4 separate regions of the Mus musculus genome follow, and all the other regions are linked to region 1. The links are chromatin contacts, called in public promoter capture Hi-C maps. All regions are on one chromosome and are shown on one strand. The core of a region is the stretch at or near the end of the contact, and the rest is flanking DNA. Distances in the headings are between cores, read along the strand shown. Region 1 holds the start of Crat (carnitine acetyltransferase). Region 2 holds the start of Aif1l (allograft inflammatory factor 1-like). Region 3 holds the start of Ass1 (argininosuccinate synthetase 1). Region 4 holds the start of Ptges2 (prostaglandin E synthase 2).

Region 1 (4,937 bases), core at 2,380-4,879:
GCATCCCCTTTAAAACTGCAACCGTCAGGAAGGGTGAAAGACGAGCCTCCACAGAACAGAAGGCGGCCCTGCTGCCCTCCTGTAAAACCTAGCCATACTACAAGCAGAAAAAGCCACAGGGGCCTGGAGCGCTCTGCACACGGGAGCCTGCCTGGAGAAGGGCAGGGCATGGAGACCTGAGGGGAAGCTAGGGAATGAGAGAGAAGCTCCCCTGCCTTGGCAGAACCCACAAGTAGAGTGCAGGGGAGTGGAGGCCACTCGGGTGGAGTCCAGAAGCCCCAACGTCTCCTCCTCCCACCCCACACACCTTTTCCCACAGACCCATCCGAGGCCCCTGGAAAAACTAAATTGCTACTTGAAGTAAGACGCTAAATAAAAAAGCTTTGAAGCCAGCCTGGTGAGCTAACGACAGTTTATGGGGACACATTTTATGGGAAATGACCTCCCCATCCCAAATAACCAAGCTGCAAACCAACCAGGATCCAGTCCTCCTGCACAGGACCTATTCCCTGCAAGACACTGCCCTCCAGACATTATTTCACGGAGAACACGGCTTCCAGGCTACGTCCCCCAAAAAACAGTACATCACTGTGAGGCAAGAGCATGCCATTGAAGAAATACAGTTGGCAGAATACAAACCCAAATCAAAAACAAACAAGCAAACAAAGCAAACAAGCCTTCAGAGCCAGGACTATCACAGAGCTCACATTCACAGCCTCTCCAGTCTCAGGTTGCCTCTGACAAGGAACCCGGAGGCCCTGGATCCCCTGCATTGACAGCTTAAGATCATAACACAAGGAATTTTACAAATGACCCTTGGGAAAAAACCCAAAAGTAGCCCAGAAGCTGGCGCTGAGCAGGAGCTCGGTAGCATCACTACAGCCCAGCACTAGGTGGGTGGAGGCAGAAGGACCCCCAACTCTAGCCAGCCTTGGGCACAGAGTGAGACCCTGCCTCAAAACAAAACAGCTAAGCATGGTGACCCACATATGTGACCCGAGCTCTTGGAAGGGGGACGGGGGGAACAAGAGGATCGGACACACAAAGTCATTCTTGGCTATTAAGGTGATTTTTAGCCAGGCCCAGTGACCTTGTATCAAAAGCACAAGCTGGATACAGCAGTGCAGGCCTTTAATCCCAGCACTCAAGAGGCAGAGACAGGTGGATTTCTGAGCCAGTGTGGTCTGTACAGTGAGTTCTAGTCCTAAACAAGTTCTGGATATGTAGCAAGTGCAGAGAACAGAGCCTGTCTGGAGATGTCAGGAGGAAAATGGAAAGAGCCAGGGGATTTGGAGATACACATCCATACCTGTCTCAAAAAACCAAACAAACGACCCCCCACACACACACCCCAGTGTGCTGGATTTATCACCTCCCATATGTGACAGATGTGACATGTTTGCATCCAGTGAGTACTCACCACACCCAAACACTCTGCTCACATCAGACCACAACTCCATGAGGAAAGTTTGATAAACCTCATTTTAAATTATTTTAAAATTATGTATGTATGTGTGTGTGTGTGCCACACACAGCATGTGAGTGGAGGTCAGAGGACAACATTCAAGTCAGTTCCATTCTCCCACGCGTGGGTTCCCAGGATGGAACTTAGGCTGCCAGACTTGGCAGCAGGCACTCTTACTGAGCCCCGGGTGGCTCAATTTCCGTCTACTAAAGGACACATATGGTGACTTGCCATATAGTCTGTGTAACTCAAAAATGTCCACAACCTTCCTAAGGTTGTTTGGTTGTTTGTTTTTTCCCTCTAGTACATAGGTTCTGGTCCCCAATGTCCCTTCCCTATTCATCTTCAGAGACACTCATTTCAAAAGGAGTCTGCCTGCCTGATAGCTACTCTTTTTTTTTTTTTTTTTGTGGAGACAGGGTTTCTCTGTATAGCCCTGGCTGTCCTGGAACTCACTCTGTAGACCAGGCTGGCCTCAAACTCAGAAATCCACCTGCCTCTGCCTCCCGAGTGCTAGCTACTATCTATGTCTTGATGTCAACACTAAAGTCGATTAAGACACATCCATAAGGCCAGGCAGTGGTGGCGCACTCCCAGCACATGGGAGGCAGAGGCAGGTGGATTTCTGAGTTCGAGGCCAGCCTGGTCTACAGAGTGAGTTCCAGGACAGCCAGAGCTTCACAGAGAAACCCTGTCTCGAAAAACAAAAACAAAACAAACAAAAACGACACATTCATAGAGATTTTGTATAACTTAAAATAAATGTCTGGTTTTGAATTCCACGTGTTCATATATTTAGGGGGGGGGCGCCACAAAAATGGTGCTTCTTTTGATTTTCAAATTTTCTTCCTCCTGAGACTTTCTTTGGGACCACAAAAAAGGAAGTGTGGTGGAAGGTACATCAAACACTATCAAAGTACGAGCTGAGTTTAGCCAACCTAGCCACTCTGTAAGAATTTTCCAGTCCTTCTTAACTACACGGAGTCAGCAAACTGCTTTCTCCTCCTCCAGGAAAGGGGGTCTCTACTGGAGCATCTGGCCTCTGTCTCTGCCCTAGTTACTTGAGATGGACCACAACGAGGCCACAGTGTAAATAAAAGTTACAGACGACGATGCCACCAACCCTCTCATTTTGTACAAACAGCCTCTTAAAATTAGTGGTTTAGACACCGTGGGCAGTTTCTCTCAATTAACTCTGCAGATACTGAAACCCCCAGAGCCAAGCCTGCAGGACGGAAGGAGGGACGGAGGGAGGGAAGACATGCAGGGTGGGCAGGACATGCATGAAGGAGCCTGGCGTCCGAGCGAGGCCCAGGTCCACCCGAGCGGAGTCTCATAAAGAACGCAGCCTCCTGGATCCCTCTCGCCCCGACCCCAGGCAACTCTGCCCCCAGGTCCAGAGCCTTTCCCCTGACCGCGCTCTGCCCGCCCGCCCTGGCCGGGTCGCCCTCACCGCCACCCGCCTGCAGCCCAGGCCGTCAGCCCTGCCTCCTCCGTCCCCAGAGCTCCTCAGACTCGGGAGACCCCCCGAGCCACACCCCTTTCCCACCCGCACGCCCGGGCCCTCCAACCGCCCTACCTGGCGGCGGCTGCCGCTCGCCCTCGGCCATCTTCTCCGTGAGGAGCCGGAGCGGATGCTCGCCGGTCCCTCTCAATGTTCACCCCGCAGCTCTCCCCGGCTCCGCCAAGCTTCCAGCAGGGAAATGAGCGCTGACTGGCTAGGACCGGAAGCCGAGAATTACAGTCACTCGCGCGAAGGCGGCAGCCATGCCGGTGCGAGGCACTCAGGGAGCATGCCCACCAACGGCCGTCTCGCGGCGGCCGCGCCGACCGAGGCAGCGGCCATCTTGGTGCGGGGCGCCGAGGAGCATGCGCACTAACGGCTGCCGCCTGCAAGCCAACTGCGGCGCTGGCAGCCATGTTTGTGCGGGGCGTCGGGTTCTGTTTGCTTGTTTGTTTGTTTGTTTGTTTGTTTTGGTGAGGGGTGATGGAGGGAATAGGTATGGCAGCAGTATTCTTGCGGAGCAAGGCCACCTGTCATCTTCTTTGTGCATGCCTCCACCCAAGCAATCTGAGACAGTCCCCAGTCAACAGTTGTGTTCTCCTGCCATTCCTAGAGTGACGTTCAAGGACACCAGTCAGACTTGAACGCACGTGACCGCCTCGACAGCTAAGGTGGCTTTCGGAGGCGGAGAGCACGAGCGGGACAGCGCCTACCGTTGTGACCCCGTGACGGGAGCCCAGCGCCGGGCTGCTAACAGCTGAGCTAGAGGTCCGTCTCCGCAAGCCCCGCCCTCTGCGGCCACTCCCCGGCTTGGGCCCACCCCGAGATCGGGGCGAGCGGCCGGGGACTGCGAGCCACCAAAGCTCCGCCCCGTGAGTCCTGCCCCACCGGCAGCCCGCCGGGCCCGGTGGCCGCGGGGCCGCCTCTACTGGCTAGCGGCAGTGACTCGGCGACCTTGAACCTAGAACCGGAGCCGCGAACCCACTGACCCCAGCACCCCAGCAGTGGCGCAGTCTTTACCCAGCGCGAGGGGCGGAGCGGACCAAGTGTCCGCAAACAGACTGGGACGATGTTAGCCTTTGCTGCCAGAACCGTGGTGAGTTCGCCCAGCAGGGCCATGGACGGGACAAGACGGGCGGGCCTCCAGCAACGGTCAAGAAAACCCCAGACCGGCTGGTAGGGTGCGATCTGCAAGGTGGATAAAGGAGACCAGGTAAGGGGTGGGTTCGATCCCAGAAGAAGACTGAGAAACCTAGGTTCAAGTCTTTTGTACCTTTCCACTCCACTCCTCCCTAATGCTCCCAGTTATTCGGACTCAGACACCTGTCGGGGCTACTGGTTAGAGAGCTCAGCCCTAGGCTATGCTTCTGCCCGACTAGAGCCACTTCTCCAAGCCTACCCAGTCTCCTTGAGTTCATCAGATGCCCACCCTCCCCATTGCATATTGCTAAGAGAACCTCAGGTGGAGACTAGTACTGAAAATCCCCCAAACAGGCAGGAGGAGGCAGGAGGTGGCAGGCTGCCCCTCACCATCCTTATCTAAAGCAGCTATCCTAATGGTGAGCTCCTGTCCTCTCTGATTCAGGCTGTCTATCCAGCTGTGAACTGGACTGCCCTGTCAGACACTGGGTTGGCAGCTAAGACTGAGATTCTACTAAGAGTCCTGGCAGCACCTGAGACCCTCCTCCAAGTCGTCCCGCCTTCCGTCACCCTCTGGGACCACCTTACTGCATAAGCATTTTAATGCTAGGGAGACTGAAACAAGGAGACAATCAAATCCCATGGTTGTGCTAATAAACTGAGCCCAAATGGGGTCTTTTGGCTTATTACTCACAGCAGAAGCACAAAAGTGTATTTCCCCCACTATTGATCCCAACCTGGATGATCCAGAACTCATTTAGAAAAAACAAACAAACCACCAAAAGAGGGGTGGCCACCAAGGCCCTGAGGTCTGGAAGGGAAACAGCT
Region 2 (4,708 bases), core at 1,169-3,668, 1.5 Mb before region 1:
GTGGAGCCACTCTGAGTCTACCGTCCTCCAAAGGGGCATGCCCAGCTGGTATGTCCCTGGCACACCTCCACGCCTACTCCCTATACCTGAAACCCTCACACAAACAAATGACGATGCTCATGACAGCCGCCAACTCTGTGCGTTTCACACACAGCGTCTGGCTTTTAAAAAAAAATCACTACTATTATCTCTTGCTGGCAAAGGAGGCTCAGAGGGGTGAAGGAAGCAGGTCGATGGAACTCACAGAGCCAGTGCTTGGCTGCCTGCCTCCTGGCTCTAATGCCAGTGTAGTCACCATGGCCTGCTGTGATGCGGGAGCAGCTGCATGGTCCAGCTTACTCCCCTAGGGACCTACGCTCTGGATTATACTCCGGCCCAATGGCAGCTCAAGCTCACGTGGAAGATCTCAAAACAGCATCCACAGCACAGAAAAGAGCAAGCTGCAGCAGTGGCTCCCGTGTGGCCTTGGCTCAGCTGCTTGCCCTCTCTGGGTGTTTGAAGACCTGCAGTGGTTAGATCACAGCTCCCCCTAGCCCACTTTCTGCAGCATCAGTACTGCCACGCCCCTTTTTGAGCCACCTGTTCCAACAGCTCTCATCCCAAGCCTTCACCTGCGTACGTCCCCAAGAACAGAAAGCCCCAAATCTCCACTCTTCTGACTCTTCTACTAAGGTCATCTAATTAATGTCCATATCCAGCTGTCTCTGGCTTAGGGTCCCATTGGCTGTGGGTGGAGCCAGCTAGCTCAGAACCTTCCTAACAAAATGGCCCCGGGGGCTGTATGAGGTCAGGGTCCCAGGTTCCTGTCCAGAAAGCAAAAGCAGCCAAGGCTGGGGTAGCACTGAGGCGTCTTGGAGAAGTCCATCAGGCCTGGGATCTGAGCCCAGCTATATGCACACGGGTCCCCCAAGACCATGCTCTATGACAAGCCCCAAGGGAAAAGGGAAGGGTCCTAGTAAGAGGCCCCAGAGCCCTACAGGGACTCCTGGAGCTGGTGGACGGGAAGAGACACCTATCTGGGTCTAGACAGTCCATGGAAATAAAGGAATTAGGTCGAAACACTTCAACAGGACCACAGCCCTGGCATCTCCAACGACCTCCAGTTACCTCTAGTGTGCTAACCCTACCAGCTAGCTCCTCGACAGGGGCCTGGAGTTTGTCACTCTGGGTGTCCAGGGACCAAAGGGGCAAATAAGAAGAAATGCCTCCCCTTATATCAATTGGCATACCTCAGCCCCAATGTACTAATAACTCTAGGGTAGAGTGTCTAGCATGGAGAAAATCTTAAGTTCAGTCTCCACTGTAGAGGAAAAGAGAGAGAGAGAAAGAGAGAGAGAGAGAGAGAGAGAGAGAGAGAGAGAGAGAGAGAGAGAGAGAAACTAACTTCGCGGGCTGTCTCCCTAGCGCTGGACCCCAGAAGATGTAGGCTCCTTACTTTCCTGAGCCCACAAAGTGACCCTGCAGGAAGCGAGAAGCTCTTACTGAGACACCAGTCACATCTGAACACAGATCCTGGGAACCCTAAAGCCTCAGGCTGTGCCACCTCTGTGCTTTGCCAATCCAGGAGGCCCTGACACCGTTTCTTATCTCCTGGGATCTACACGCTCAGTAGCAAACGTACGGAGCTGCTATTGTGTCTCTGGCAGCAGCGGAAGGATTTCTTTCTAGAACTTCCCCAGGACCAGGACCAGCATAGAAGAAAAAAACAGTCCCTTGGGCAACTTTTCTAAAAGCTGGTGCAAAGAGCTGTGTGTTAGAGTTGGAGGTGGGAGGCAACAAGGAAATGCCAGCATTAGCCAGCTCCTAGTGTTAAGTTCTGCGGGTCTATGGAGACAGCACTGGCCCTGGGGTCTCTCCTGGCGCCAAACCCCTTAGGTGGTCCCCAGCCGGCTCCCTCACCCGCCCCACCTCCCTGGTCGAGAGTTACAACTTGCAACTGGAGACGCCAGGCAGAGAACTAAGGGGTGGAATGGACTTACCTGGAGTTGGAGGCCACACAGCAGGGGCCAGGGATGCAATTGCAGAAGGCCAGGGGTAGGGGAGGAAGGGGCTGATTTTGTCTGGGGGGAAGGGGTGGCACAGTGCGGCACATGGGACCCACACGCTGTCCCACACAGTGACGCGGCTTACCCGATTGATCTCCTCGAGCCTCTTCTCCTGCCGGGCTTTGAGCAAACCGAACGCCTTCCCTCCTGCGGGAGACAAAGAGTCGGCGGGGAAGCTAGGGTACCAACCGGGCCACGCGCCCCCTCCGAGTTCCCGCGCGCGCCGCACAGCGCACACAGGTGGCGACCCAGGGACGTCCGGCGCGGGATAGCGCGGGGACAGCAGGCGCCTACCTTGGAACCTGTTGCTGAGTGCGACCGACATGGTATGAGCCCGACTCCGGACAAGGCCAGGGACAACAGGGAGGAAAAGTCGTCTGGTCCAGACCTTCGGCAGCGTGTGGCGACGGGACCCAGGGGCGGAGGGACCTCGCGGCCGGACACACCCCGCCCCTCCGGCGGCCCGCCTCCTGCCCCCCTCCCCGCTGCCGCGCGCACCCGGGGCATCAAAGCCCGCTGTTTAGCCGGACGCTTAGCCCGCCGCCGCCCCTCTGCTGGAGGACGCGGAAAATGCAAGATGGGAACGCCCTCTTTCCCCATCACCAGAAGAGACAATATCACATCTCACTAAGAACTTTGCAGAGCTGGTTGTGAAGATCAAGTGCCAATAGAGGCTGTCACCTCACTGTCACCTTTGCCCGGCAGTGCCACGATAACACCGATATTTTAGATAAATACGTGTGTTGGTGCAAATACGGTGTACCTGACACTTGGTCTTTGTGTGTCATTTCCCCTAACTACAAAGTAGTACCGGTATGCCTACTAGATAGAAAAGTCTGGAAGCTGAAGCTGGGACACGAGTCCTCTAGGGTGGTAAAGAAGCAGCCTGTGACTTGAGGAGAAGCCAGGGTGGGCATGCAAGAACTAGGAACTTGTAAAGAAAGAGATCATGAATTCCAGTGTCCAACCTGAACAGACTAGAGACCCTTTCTAGAGACAGGGTCTCCCTCCATTGTTACATTGTGGACACAGGCACAGATCAGGATTGCCCTAACCATGGGATCCAGGAATCCCTGTTCCCCTGACTTATTTCAAGTCTACACTCCTTAGATTGGGATCCTGGGACCAGCTGACTGTGGGGACGGGTAGCCAAGCTCACACAGGGGAGTCCAGTGGTCCAGATAGAATGCTATGGGGCTAATGGGAGGAAAGATGCTTGCGAGGCAGGGCTCCTGCTCTTAGGTTCCTCCCACTATGCATTCATTCATTCATCTGAAGCTGGGCACTTGACACAAGCTCCCTAAGCAGCAGAATAGGAGAAACAGGAGCAGGGACTGCACTGTAGAAGGTAGGCCCACAAGGGCTTGGGAGTTCAAAGCCTGCATGGTCGTGTTCCCTCTGAAAGCTCGGGCAGGAACTGGACTCAGAACAGGGCCCTATTGCTCTGGTCACAGGCTGCCCATGGTCCCAGCTAGCTGGGTTAGCTGTTGTTGTGTGACCAACTTTTCCTGAGGAGATACAACACACACGTTTACTCACCCCAGTTTAGGAACCCACGAGAGATCCAATTACAGATATCACCCAAGTCCAGCTTGGTGACCCAGTAAGCTTTATTAGGGTTATTTACAAGAATATGGGTGAAGAGTTAACTTACAGAAACAGAAATGACTCACAGACAGCTGTGTTGCCAAAGTCCACCCCCTAGCATGGATGACAGCTCACAAAACTGGGAACCTGGAGCCCGCCGCATGGTCTACAGACAGTGTGACAGGTTGGATGGAGAGTCTCCTTTCCCGGGGCATCAGTTAGTCTAACCAGCAGGCAACTCTACTTGTCTAAGAGTCTTCTTGCAGCTGGGTTCTGCTGAGGCCGGCAGGAAGGGGCCTGGGGAATCCGCTCAGTTTCAGGGAGCTCTTGAAGCTCTTGTTTTGGGCTGTTTACCTCTCTGCCTGAGGAGCCCCCCTACCGGAAGGAATGTTTTCTCCTCAGAGAAGACTGCTCCACAGCTGTTCCTGGCTGTTCAGTGGGATAGGACAGGGGCCATCCCAAGTTCTACTGCTCAGCTGGCTGCTGAGTTAGACAGATGTTCAGCTGCTGCTAGCATTCCCCTCCGTCATGTGCAGCCCCACCTCTGGACCTTCTGAGTGGCTCTGCATACACCAGGCATGACCATACCGCATGAGTCACTTGGCAGGCCTGAGACTTGTTTCCTAGGAAGCCTGGTCTCCGCCCACTAGAGATGCTGGGACCACGCTTTGCTGTACATCATGGCTCAAGTGGGTAGAGGTTGGCCATCCATCAGTGGAGAAACTGGGTTAAGGCCAGAGAAGTGCCGGATCCTGCCCCAGATTTTGACTTTAGAGCTCCCATGTCCTTTATATCACACACCAGATCCTAATTACCCAATCCCGTCTTCCGTCTTTCTACCCCAACCCTGGCAACCTACCATATCAGTCCCACTCAACATAAAATGGCAGCCACACCATCCTCAGCCTCACCTTGACCTCAAGGTTCTCTCTGGAGGGATGCTCCTCTCCTCAGAACACTTTGCCTGTACATATATGGCATGTCTCACCACAAAGCCTTGGACACAAAGTCCCTGGTATTTTGGCCAAGCAGGGGACTTGACCACTCAACATTTGATGTGGGGCTGGAGTGGTGGA
Region 3 (4,891 bases), core at 47-2,546, 1.1 Mb before region 1:
CCAGACTTGGCTGGTTTATGGTGGGAGGGGGAGAGGGTAGGGGGAGTTTGAAATGGAGGCTATTCCAGTCTCTGCCCAGCCCAGCTCTTAGGTTTCTCCACTGTCTTCTTCCTTCTGAAAGCCTTGTCTGGGGCGGGGGAGGGGGTGGAGGAGTGGGGGAGTAGGTGGCTGGGGAGGGTTGCGGGGGGGGGGGGGGGACGGGACCCTGTCTTTTCAGGTCTTCATCCCAGACCCAGTGAGCAAGTGGGCAGACCCTGGCCACAGTTCTCAAAACAGCTCACTGAACTTGAACTCTTGGACAGCAAGAGTTCTGAGTCCAGGCACAAGGCTGGCAGCCCTGGAGCTGGGAGGCTGACGTCAGGGGTCACCTGCCAGGTGGAGGAGCCGCAAAGCGAGGGATCAAAGGAAGGGTTTTCCTACTCTACCCCTGGGGAAAGGGCAGGTCTGCTCCTGCCAGCTGCACTTGCAGACAGCCTGACAGACCCACTTCACAGAGGGGAATACTGAGAGCGCGGTTAGTTCTCCTGGAGAAGATTTCCCTCGATTTCTCGGTTAGCCTGCCTTCCAGAGAAGGGCCCAAGCCGTTAACAAGCCAGAAACAGACATTTCCTGCGAAGGGGCTCCTCCCAAAGAGCCAGCCAGCTAGCAGGAAACCTGTCTAGAAGCCCCACCCAGACTGAGCCTGGCATTGCACCCTACGGAGAAGAGAAACCAGTCACAGCCTAGGAAGGACCCGGGACGGGTAGGCAGGGTTCGCGTGTCCACCAGAGCAGGGTACTGTCACACTCAGGAGAAAGGCACACGCCCAAGCCCCTAAGGGCAAAGAGGGGCTGGACCTTTTGCTTACTTTGAGAAACAAGCCTGAACATAGATCGGCGAATCTGATCCAGGGAGAGGGATTCGGAAGCCCCCAACCCTCTGGACTCTCCGGGACTCTACTTGGAGCCTTCGCAGCACACAGAGGATCGTGAAAAACCAGAGGGGGACCTCCATAGTCCTCCTGCTCCGGAGACCTTGGGACCCGTTCTCCTACATGGGTTCCCTAGGCAGGAGGAACGTGTGCGTCACAGCGCCCCGGACATCAGCCTCCTTCCTTCCACTAACTGCGCGGTCACTCGGGGGCTGCCCTGAGCCCACCCCCTGCAGCTGCTCGCTCCCTCTGGGATTCCTTGGTCATGAGACCCTGGATAGAGAGTGGGGACCAAGAAGGGCCCGGAACTTCTTACCAGTGAGCCCAGGCGGCAGTGGCAGACGGCGGAGCAGGGCTGAGAGAGGCGCGCATCCAGGGTTATAAGCACAGGGCCTGGGGGGGGCAGGAACCTGGGACACGTGGGGACGGGCGCGAGAAAGGCCCCGCCCTCGGGCCCGGCCCCCGCTCCGAGCCTCTCAGGGCTCGAGGCCACCTGCGGGTGGGCGTGGCCCCGCGCTCTCTCCCGCTGGCCCCTCCCTCTTCCCTTGGCGCCCGCACCACCTCCCGGGGGCGCACGGGCGTGGGCTCTTGCAATTTAGGTCCCCTGATCCTGACCCGCTGGTGGCGCCTGGGAGGGCGGCAGAGGTTGGAACCCGCGTGACTAGCAAGGCTGATCGCAGCTGTCTTGCAAGAACCCTTGAAAGCGCTGCAAGGCGGGAGTGAAGATGCAAATTGCTTAGGTTCAGAGGCTGTGTAGCCCCACTCGATTTAAAGACTGAAGCATCTGCCCCTCAGAGGCTCTTGCTTTCCCTGATGCTAGCCCACAAGCCAGAGCTAAGGGTTCACAAGAAAATGCAAACGAGTTGGCCAAGGATGGCTGGGGATGCCATTTTAACGTCCTGGCCTGGCACCTGCCCAGATCGCCGTGGGCTCCCAGTAAATGGTGAATCAAAGCCTGGCTGTCTGCTGAGCCATCAGAAGATGGGGAAGGTTGAGGTTCACAGAGGTGAAGCTGCTGGCTTGTAAAGTGAACCCGGGGGTTGTGGCCCACATGAGCCAGAAAGCCGTGCCAGAGGCTTCCCAGCCTGGCCTGAGCCCTGCAACACACAGGACAGCCCCTGCCCCAGTGAACCTCAACACCCAGGATTACGGCAAGATCATATCCCCCAGGCAGGCCTAGATTCCAAGCCTCAGACGGCTCCATGCCCATGTTTTACCCAGCTTTCCTTACTACTGCCTTGCCCTGAGACTCTGGGTGCCCTCTGGGGTCCAGCCAAGCCCCTTACTCGGTCTCCTGATTTTTGTTCAAGGTCAGAAACAGCAGCTGTGGGGGCTTCTAGGAGGGAGAAGGTGCCAGACACATTTACAAACTTTAGCTGCAGGATTCTTTTGTGCTCCTGGCCCTGTCCTCCAAGCTAAACGTAGCCCATGCTGGTTAGAAACTCCAGAGAGCCAGGTGGGGACGGACGTCCAGGGGACAGCCTGAGGCATCTCTCTGCTAAGTGACACTAGAACAGCTGACCTTCGGGCGTCACTGGACCAGCTCTGGACCTTCCTCACAGACAGGAGACTAGTGAGGTCAATGAAAAGAACATGCCAGCAACTTTTGAGCCACTTTGAGGCCATTGGTCCCCATTTGCTGACTCGGCTTCTTAGGGCTGGCCCAGAAGCTTTCCATCTTACCTTTATGAAATATATGCACAGAGAGAGGGTGCATCTTTCCCAAGGCCACACAGCATGCCCAGAGCATAGCAGAATTTGGGCCCCGAAGCCCAAAAGCCTCTGCTCTAACTCAGGTTTGAACTGAACTGGTTCAGGCAGGAATCACGAACAGGGGGAACCTTTACCCCCTACTACAGAAATGACTCCAGCCCAGAGGACTGACACATAGGCAGGGGGATAGAGGGGCCAGTACTGCCAGCAGTTGACTTATGAGCCCCCAGAGGTGGAGGTGAAGTGCAGGGGCCCAGCTGACTCCTGGACCAGCTATGTTCTCTGCATTCCTCCACCTTCACGGTGGACACTGAGTCCCACCCATCCTCACTCTGCAAACTACTTCTGGATTGGGTGGAACATGACCCAAGAGGGTTTGCCCCTGGAAATGAGTCACCATGACCTTTGACTTCACCTTTCCCCCTTCCTACGACAAGGTCAGGGCTCCTTAAGAATCTAGGTTAGCGATTTAAAAAAGCAAAACAGAACAACTTTCCTATATATCCCTGGCTAGCCTAGAAGAGCTATGTAGACCAGGCTGGCCTTGAACTCTTGGCTTCTGAGCAGCCTCACCTCCCCCGCACTCTCCACATCTTTGGTTTACTCAGACCACAGGACTTTTCTTGCTCCAATTTCCATTCTCATTTCCCTGCATAACCAGTTTGTCCCCTGGCCCTTCCTCTATAAGGAGGTCAGAAGCTTCCAGAAAGTACAAACCAGAACAGGTCACACACACCCTTCTTAAAGGTCTTGGATGGGCCAGCAAGATGGCTCAACAGGTGAAGGCCCTTGTTACCAAGGCTAAGGACCAACCCATTTCTTTAAGTTGTCCTTTGACACCCACATGGGCACCAGGGACACATGTGAACCCCTAAGGGACAAATAAAAGAAACGGGGAGTTGGTGACTCATCACTGCCCCTACGACTGCTCTAAAGGACTGTGTTAGTGTGGGTCTGTTTCTTGCGCCTGTGTTCTGTCATGTTATTTATCTCTTACCATGCTGCTTCTACGATGTCTTGATTCTAGTAGCTTTACAGTGAGTCTTGAAATTTAGGAAATGACCGTTTGGCTAACTTGTTCATGTCCTTGGCATTTCCATAAAATAACAGAAACAGCCTGTCAGAGTCTGTAAAAAGTCTCCTGGGGCTGGGCTGGGCTGGGCTGGGCTGGGCTGGGCTGGGCTGGGCTGGGCTGGGCTGGGCTGGGGCTCAGTTGGGAGAGAGCTTACCCAGCATGCACAAAGCTCCCTGCTCCATCACTAGCATCATGTGACTAGCTGGGTGGTTCACTCCTGTAATCCCAACACTTGAGAGGTAGAGGCAGGAGCATCAGGTTCAAGGGCATCCTTGGTTACCTTGTGAGTTTGAGGCCAGCTTCCTGTTCCCTACCTGTTGTGCTTTGCATGTGGTCCTGACAACCAAACCCAAGGCTAAACCCCTCTTCCCTGCAAATCTATATAGATAAATCTACATATCATCTTAGGCGAGCAGACAAGACTGCATTTTCCAGTCCATGAATATGATGGGTTTCTATATCTCTTTGTAACTTCTTAATTTTCCTTAACACAAAAAAAGCCTAAAAATATTTTTTAAAATATTAATTGTTACAGTGTAAGCAACAAGAAATGTATGAAATGTGTTGGTTCAGTCTGTGGGAGTTGACATCCTGATGTGGTCTTCCCTATGGGGGAGTTTAGGCCTCTAGTTTAAACTAGAGATGTGTCCAAGAAACAACAATGTATATACTCTTGGCGGATGGGGTTGAAATGGGATCTATTACACAGTTCTGGGCTAACCTAGCACTCTCCACGTAGCCCAGGCTGGACTCGGATTTGCATGGTTCTGTTGCCTTTGCCTCTGAGTGTTGAAGTTACAACCTGCATCACCCAGCTACACTTCATTAATTTATTTGTCCATTCGCCAGTGCTGGGGATTGAACTCACGGCTTCGTGCATCCCGGCCAAGTGCACTACCACCTGAGCTCAGGCCTTGAAGTAGACACTCCTGAGAGTCGGGAAGCTCCCTGTGTTGAACATGGACTTCTGGGCAATGATATTTTAAACATGTGGGCTAAGATGGGTTTGGTGGCATAGGTCTGTGGTCCCCATTTCCTGGGAAACGGAGACCAGATAAAATTGAGTTTGAGCACGGGCAGGGCAACACTGTGAAACCCCGTTTCAAAAGACAAAGAAATGCTGTCTAGGTAGCAAGACCCCAAAGTGAACAAGGTGGGTTTTATAAAATACCTTCAGCTACAGGCCTGAGGAT
Region 4 (4,889 bases), core at 1,451-3,950, 2.0 Mb before region 1:
GATTCTGAGTTCTAGGCCACCTTAGGCAACATAACAAGACTCTATCCAAAACAAAACAGAACAGCAGCCCAGAGAGGTAAAAACAGCACAGGACTGGTATGCCGGCTAGCCTCCTGTCAACTGACACACGCCACAGTTATCTGAAAGGAGGGAACTTCAGCTGAGAAAAAGACTCCGGAAGATCAGGCTGTAGTCATTTTCTTAGTTAGAGATTGATGGAGGCGGGCCCAGCCCATTGTGGGTGGTGCCATCCCTGGGCTGGGGTCCTGGGTTCTATAAGAAAGCAGGCTGGGCAAGCCACAGGGAGCAAGCCAGAAAGCAGCACTCCTCCGTGGCCTCTGCAGCAGTTCCTGCCTCTGGGTTCCTACCCTGCATGAATTTCTGCCCTCAATGCTTTTGAATTGGAAGTGTAAGCTAAACCCTTTCCTCTCCAACTTGCTTTTGGTCATGGCATTTCATCACGGCAATAAAAATCTGTATTTAGACAGCTACTGAGTGGCCGAGCCACACCTCAGACCCCAACTACAAACACAGTTTGTTCATCTTCAGTGCATCCCCAAGACTCAGCCAACAGGGAAGGAAAAGGCACTAAATGTATTTTAGAGTTGTTGCTGTGCCTGAAACCTGCCATGCTGCCCAGACTAGCATCAGACTCAAGGGTTACCAGAACAACGGACTGCAGGCTTGCACCGCCCACCCCACACTTCTGAACCATTTTCCACCCAGCTCTTCTCCCTGCTCACCGTGGAAACCCAGGAATCACAAGTTCTATTAGAGTATAAAGCAAGATCAGATTTAGGGTGACTCCTAGATCACTGGGGACAGAAAGGAGGCATGAGATCCCCAAAGCTCACCAAGCTGTCTCCTTCCTGGGCCACCAAGATGGGCACTTTCCTGTAGGAGGAGAATTTGATCTCAGTCCTTCTCACGGGATTCACCTCCACCACCTGATAGGGCAGGGAGTGGAAGTCGAGGAAGGCACGGACTTTGCTGCAGAAGGGACATGTCTTGTACTGGTACAGGGTCAGCTGCAGGCTGTTCGACAGGGGCAGCTGGGGGAAGAGAAAAACAATGGGGCTTGTAACACCTGGGGTCCCAGAACTCTTGCTCCACACCCGCCTCAGGCAAACCTTTCTTCAGGAAGTCCTCTAAGGTGACCCTGAAAAGAGAGTGAGGAAAGGTGGGCAAGGGGCTCAGAGAGTGACAGACAGCCTACCTGCAAGTGCCCAACAAGTATACCGCAGGGCCAGGAGGCTCTAACACTGTGTGTGTGTGGGGGGGGGGGGGGGTCCCTGCGCCCCTTCGAGCGAGTTCATCTTTCTCCTGTCCCAAAGGGGACAGAAGACAGTCCTAGGGTGTGTCTTCCTCCAGCTTAATAGTCCTTAAGGTCTCCTCCACTCCCACCCCTTACCCCTAACTTCTCCAACTCTTTCTGAGTAACTGGCAGAGCTGACCAACTGGCCAGGCAGCACTGGCCAGAAGTGAGATCTACCTCAGATCTCCAAACGAAGAGGGAGGAGGCTGCATTTAGCTCCTCTGCAGGGAAGCCTTCAGGTGAGCTTGCTACAATTGCAGCCCCCCTCCCCTCAGTCTTCAGATGGAAATCGGTTGGGCAGAGAAGAGAGCAGTGAACCGCAGGGACTCCGCGCCAGTTCCAGTTCCTGGGTGCAGGAAAGGAGCATGGGAGGCAGGGCGGAGAAGGGCTAAAGACTGCAACTCATGAAAGGTCTACAGGGCTGCCGAGCCACGGTGGGCTGGAGCACGCCTCCAGTTCTGAGTCTGAAGTCAGGGTCACTCGTTCCATAAAGATTACTCCCGGTGCCACACACACGCCCCTAAATCACAATACAGACCATGGCATGCGATACATACAGCTCTAAGTCGTGGGCGATAGCACCACCCTCCTCGCACTCTTAAGGCCAAGACACTCGCCCAAGGTCACAAGCGGGCGAAAGAGGCCTCTCCTGACCCTGCGGCTTCTCAGCAGTTCGGGGCTAATCCCGGCTCCCCGTCAGCAGTCCGTGCCAGCCAAGTCTTACCTGCGCAGCCGAGCGCTCCGCGCGGAGGTCCTGGGAACGCTGGTGCCACCGCACGGTGTGGTACAGCCCCAGCGCGCCGCCCAGGGCCAGCGCCGCCGCCCCCAGCAACCGCGGGCTCCCCTTGCGGACCGCGGCGCCCCGGCTTCCGGCAGCCACCCTGGTGAAGCCAGCCCGGCTCTGTGCCGAGAGCGGCTGCCAGGGTCGTGTGAGCAGCCCCTCAGTCAGGGCGCACCGGCTAGAGACAAGCACCCACGAAAGGCGCGCCGCCTGGGCCATGTTCGCTCTGCCGGCGCTGCGGGCGAGCGCGCAAAACCAAAATGGCCCAACCAGGGCGGCTCTAGGATTCCTTAAAGGGACAGTACCGGGCCTGCGTGTTGCCTAGGGTAACGATGACGCCAAGTAGGACCAGAGTCCTTGAGGGATCTGAGAGCGCATGCCTGTCTGAGAGGCAGAAGCACACCCCAGGGGCTTAGGAAGTGGCTTGGCGTCGCTGTCTTCTGAGGGTACAATGATGACCTGTAACTCGTGGTCGGGCGTTTCCACATCGTGCATCTACGATGGCAGGGAGAACATTGGTCTTCCGACCCATTCACTCCCCAGAAAAGGTCCGACGCGGTCTCCAGTGGGTGGCTGCATTGTCTCAGACTCTCTCTGCCCTCCCGCAATGCTGTACTCTGCTGCTATGATGCGAACCATAAACTTTTCTCAAATCCAGCGGGGGGCCTTGGAAACCACGTGTCGCGGAAATGGCCCACGCTAAGTGGCCGGCTTGGCAGCCCGAAGACCTCTCAGGCCTGAATGGGAATGAGCGAAGGTTCCCAGGACACCCCAGGCCTTTGCGAATTTACTTGTCTTAACGGAGCGCCCGACCTCCACTGCCTAGGCTTCTCCGCGGACAGCCCTGACTTGACCCCGCCCCGAAGCCGAAAGAGGGCGGGGCCTTATAGTGGGCGTGGAATCGAGAGGGAGAGGTGGGGTTCCTTGGCGAGCGGGTATGGAGTTGTAGGGGAATGGCTGTTCCAGAGTCTGATCTGGGTACGATCCACCGCCTTCGCTTTCTCCCGGGCCTGGCAGCGCCAGAGCCCACAATACCCAGACGCATCTGGAACCTGCGCATGCAGGCCTAGGAGAGCGAAAAAGGCTAGGTGGCCCCAACGTATTTTTCTGTGAAAACCTAGCTGGGAAGAGAAAAATGGGCTTAAAAGGCACGGAGGATTCCAGCTCAAACACAGCCTTCTAAGTAGGGCAGGAGTTGTCCCGGAACAGTCCTGGGGCTAGCCAGAACGGCATCCTGGAACAAATGCCTGAAACCTGTACTAGAGAACAGTACCTACCAATCTTATTATACTGTTGGGGAAAATGAGGCTGTTGAAGCCCCCAAACTGAACAAAACTTCAGAAAGGTGGCGCTGCAGCCTGGGCTGAGAGGCCCCACTGCCTGTCACACTTCTCGGTTTCTGATAAGTTCACCTCCCCTCCTCACCTACGTCTCCTGTCTCCCTATGACTTCTGATCCTAGTGTGCTTCAACCAAGGACCCAGCAAATAAGGACGGTTTTCCCTCGTGGCCAGGGAAAACTATCCCCAATGTAACCACATTAGGATATCTGTGGCCCTCAAAATCTATAAACTGAAACTAAGGAGTGGAGTGATCATAATAATAATTGAGTCATTTAGGAAATGATTAGATCAGTTTGCAAGAATGGAATGGGTGCCGGGCGTGGTGGCACACGCCTTTAATCCCAGCACTTGGGAGGCAGAGGCAGGCAGATTTCTGAGTTCGAGGCCAGCCTGGTCTACAAAGTGAGTTCCAGGACAGCCAGAGCTATATAGAGAAACCCTGTCTCGAAAAAAAAAAAAAAAAAAAAAAAAAGAATGGAATGGGTGCCAGGCATGGTGGTGCACGCCCTTAATCCCAGCACTTGGGAGGCAGAGACAGGTGGATTTCTGAGTTCGAGGCCAGCTTGGTCTACAGAGTGAGTTCCAGAACAGCCAGGGGTAAACAGAGAAACCCTGTCTCAAAAAAAGAAGAAGAAAAAAAGAGAGAGAGAGAGAGAGAATGGAATGGGTACACTGTTACAAACCAGACTGTCTGCCCTTGTCTGTCTTCTGAAATGTAGGCGTCCTTCGGGGTGTCAACTGTGAGGAACTGGCCGTTGGTGTCTCCATCTCGAACTCTGACCCTCCAGAGCTGTAAGGAACAGCAAGCACCTTGCCTTTTCTCTCTCTCTCTTTTTTTTTAAAAGATAAGGTGTGGGAAGCCACATGTGCCGTTGCAGAGTGGCACTGACTACTGCTGGCCACCACGCATAAGTTTGGACAAACAACCAAGGTGTACATATGCAGTAAAGTTTTTTGCAAAGACACTGCCTGGCCCAGGCATGATAATGAGGCTTTGAGAGTATAACCAATCAGATGTGAGACATGCAAATGAGGTATGATAATGAGGCTCTGTGAGGTACAGAGAGAGAGAGAGAGAGTAGCCAATCAGATGAGGAACATGCAAATGAGGCGTAGTGCATAACCAATCCGGGTGTGAGACACGCCTCGCCTAGGCCTATATAAGCAGCACCAGTTCTGGGCTTGGGGTCTTTTCGCCTCTGCAATCAAGCTCTCCCAATAAACGTGTGCAGAAGGATCCTGTTGCAGCGTCGTTCTTGCTGGTCGAGTCCAGCGTGCACAAGAATAAGGCCTTACACTGTAATCCACAATGTAATCCTACCAGTCTTATTCTACTGTTGTGTTAGACTTTGCTATGTAGCCCAGGTTGGCCCTCCATCTCCTGACAATCTTCTTCCCTCAGCCTCCTGAGTGCTGGGATCACAAGTGTGAACCACTACACTTGGGTACAG

What was found. Promoter capture Hi-C pulls out the DNA fragments that hold promoters and counts their contacts. Capture Hi-C pulls out chosen DNA fragments and counts their contacts.
Region 2: a contact with region 1 is called in a promoter capture Hi-C map of liver, with 3 times the contacts expected there. The contact joins the promoter of Aif1l here to the promoter of Crat in region 1. A contact is called at or near these places in 1 of 39 promoter capture datasets (liver) and 1 of 115 datasets of contacts at active chromatin or transcription factors (astrocytes).
Region 3: a promoter capture Hi-C map of liver shows a contact between it and region 1, with 2.4 times the contacts expected there. The contact joins the promoter of Ass1 here to the promoter of Crat in region 1. A contact is called at or near these places in 2 of 39 promoter capture datasets (both in liver), 2 of 484 Hi-C or Micro-C datasets (B cells and liver) and 1 of 9 other capture datasets (liver).
Region 4: a contact with region 1 is called in a promoter capture Hi-C map of adipose tissue, with 3 times the contacts expected there. The contact joins the promoter of Ptges2 here to the promoter of Crat in region 1. A contact is called at or near these places in 1 of 39 promoter capture datasets (liver) and 2 of 9 other capture datasets (adipose tissue and liver).

What each region holds. Positions count from the first base shown.
Region 1 is chr2:30,414,440-30,419,376 of GRCm38.p6, reverse strand. It overlaps Crat (carnitine acetyltransferase), which reads left to right and starts at 3,629. Exons shown (of 14, transcript NM_007760.3): 1 at 3,629-4,065. The coding sequence starts at 4,039. It overlaps Ptpa (protein phosphatase 2 protein activator), which reads right to left and starts at 3,327. Exons shown (of 10, transcript NM_138748.5): 1 at 3,045-3,327. The coding sequence starts at 3,075.
Region 2 is chr2:31,948,013-31,952,720 of GRCm38.p6, reverse strand. It overlaps Aif1l (allograft inflammatory factor 1-like), which reads right to left and starts at 2,418. Exons shown (of 6, transcript NM_145144.1): 1 at 2,340-2,418; 2 at 2,131-2,192. The coding sequence starts at 2,370. It overlaps Lamc3 (laminin gamma 3), which reads right to left. Exons shown (of 28, transcript NM_011836.4): 28 at 3,638-4,708.
Region 3 is chr2:31,466,675-31,471,565 of GRCm38.p6, reverse strand. It overlaps Ass1 (argininosuccinate synthetase 1), which reads right to left and starts at 1,296. Exons shown (of 16, transcript NM_007494.3): 1 at 1,227-1,296.
Region 4 is chr2:32,393,701-32,398,589 of GRCm38.p6, reverse strand. Ptges2 (prostaglandin E synthase 2) reads right to left here and starts at 2,700. Exons shown (of 7, transcript NM_133783.2): 1 at 2,040-2,700; 2 at 855-1,052. The coding sequence starts at 2,315.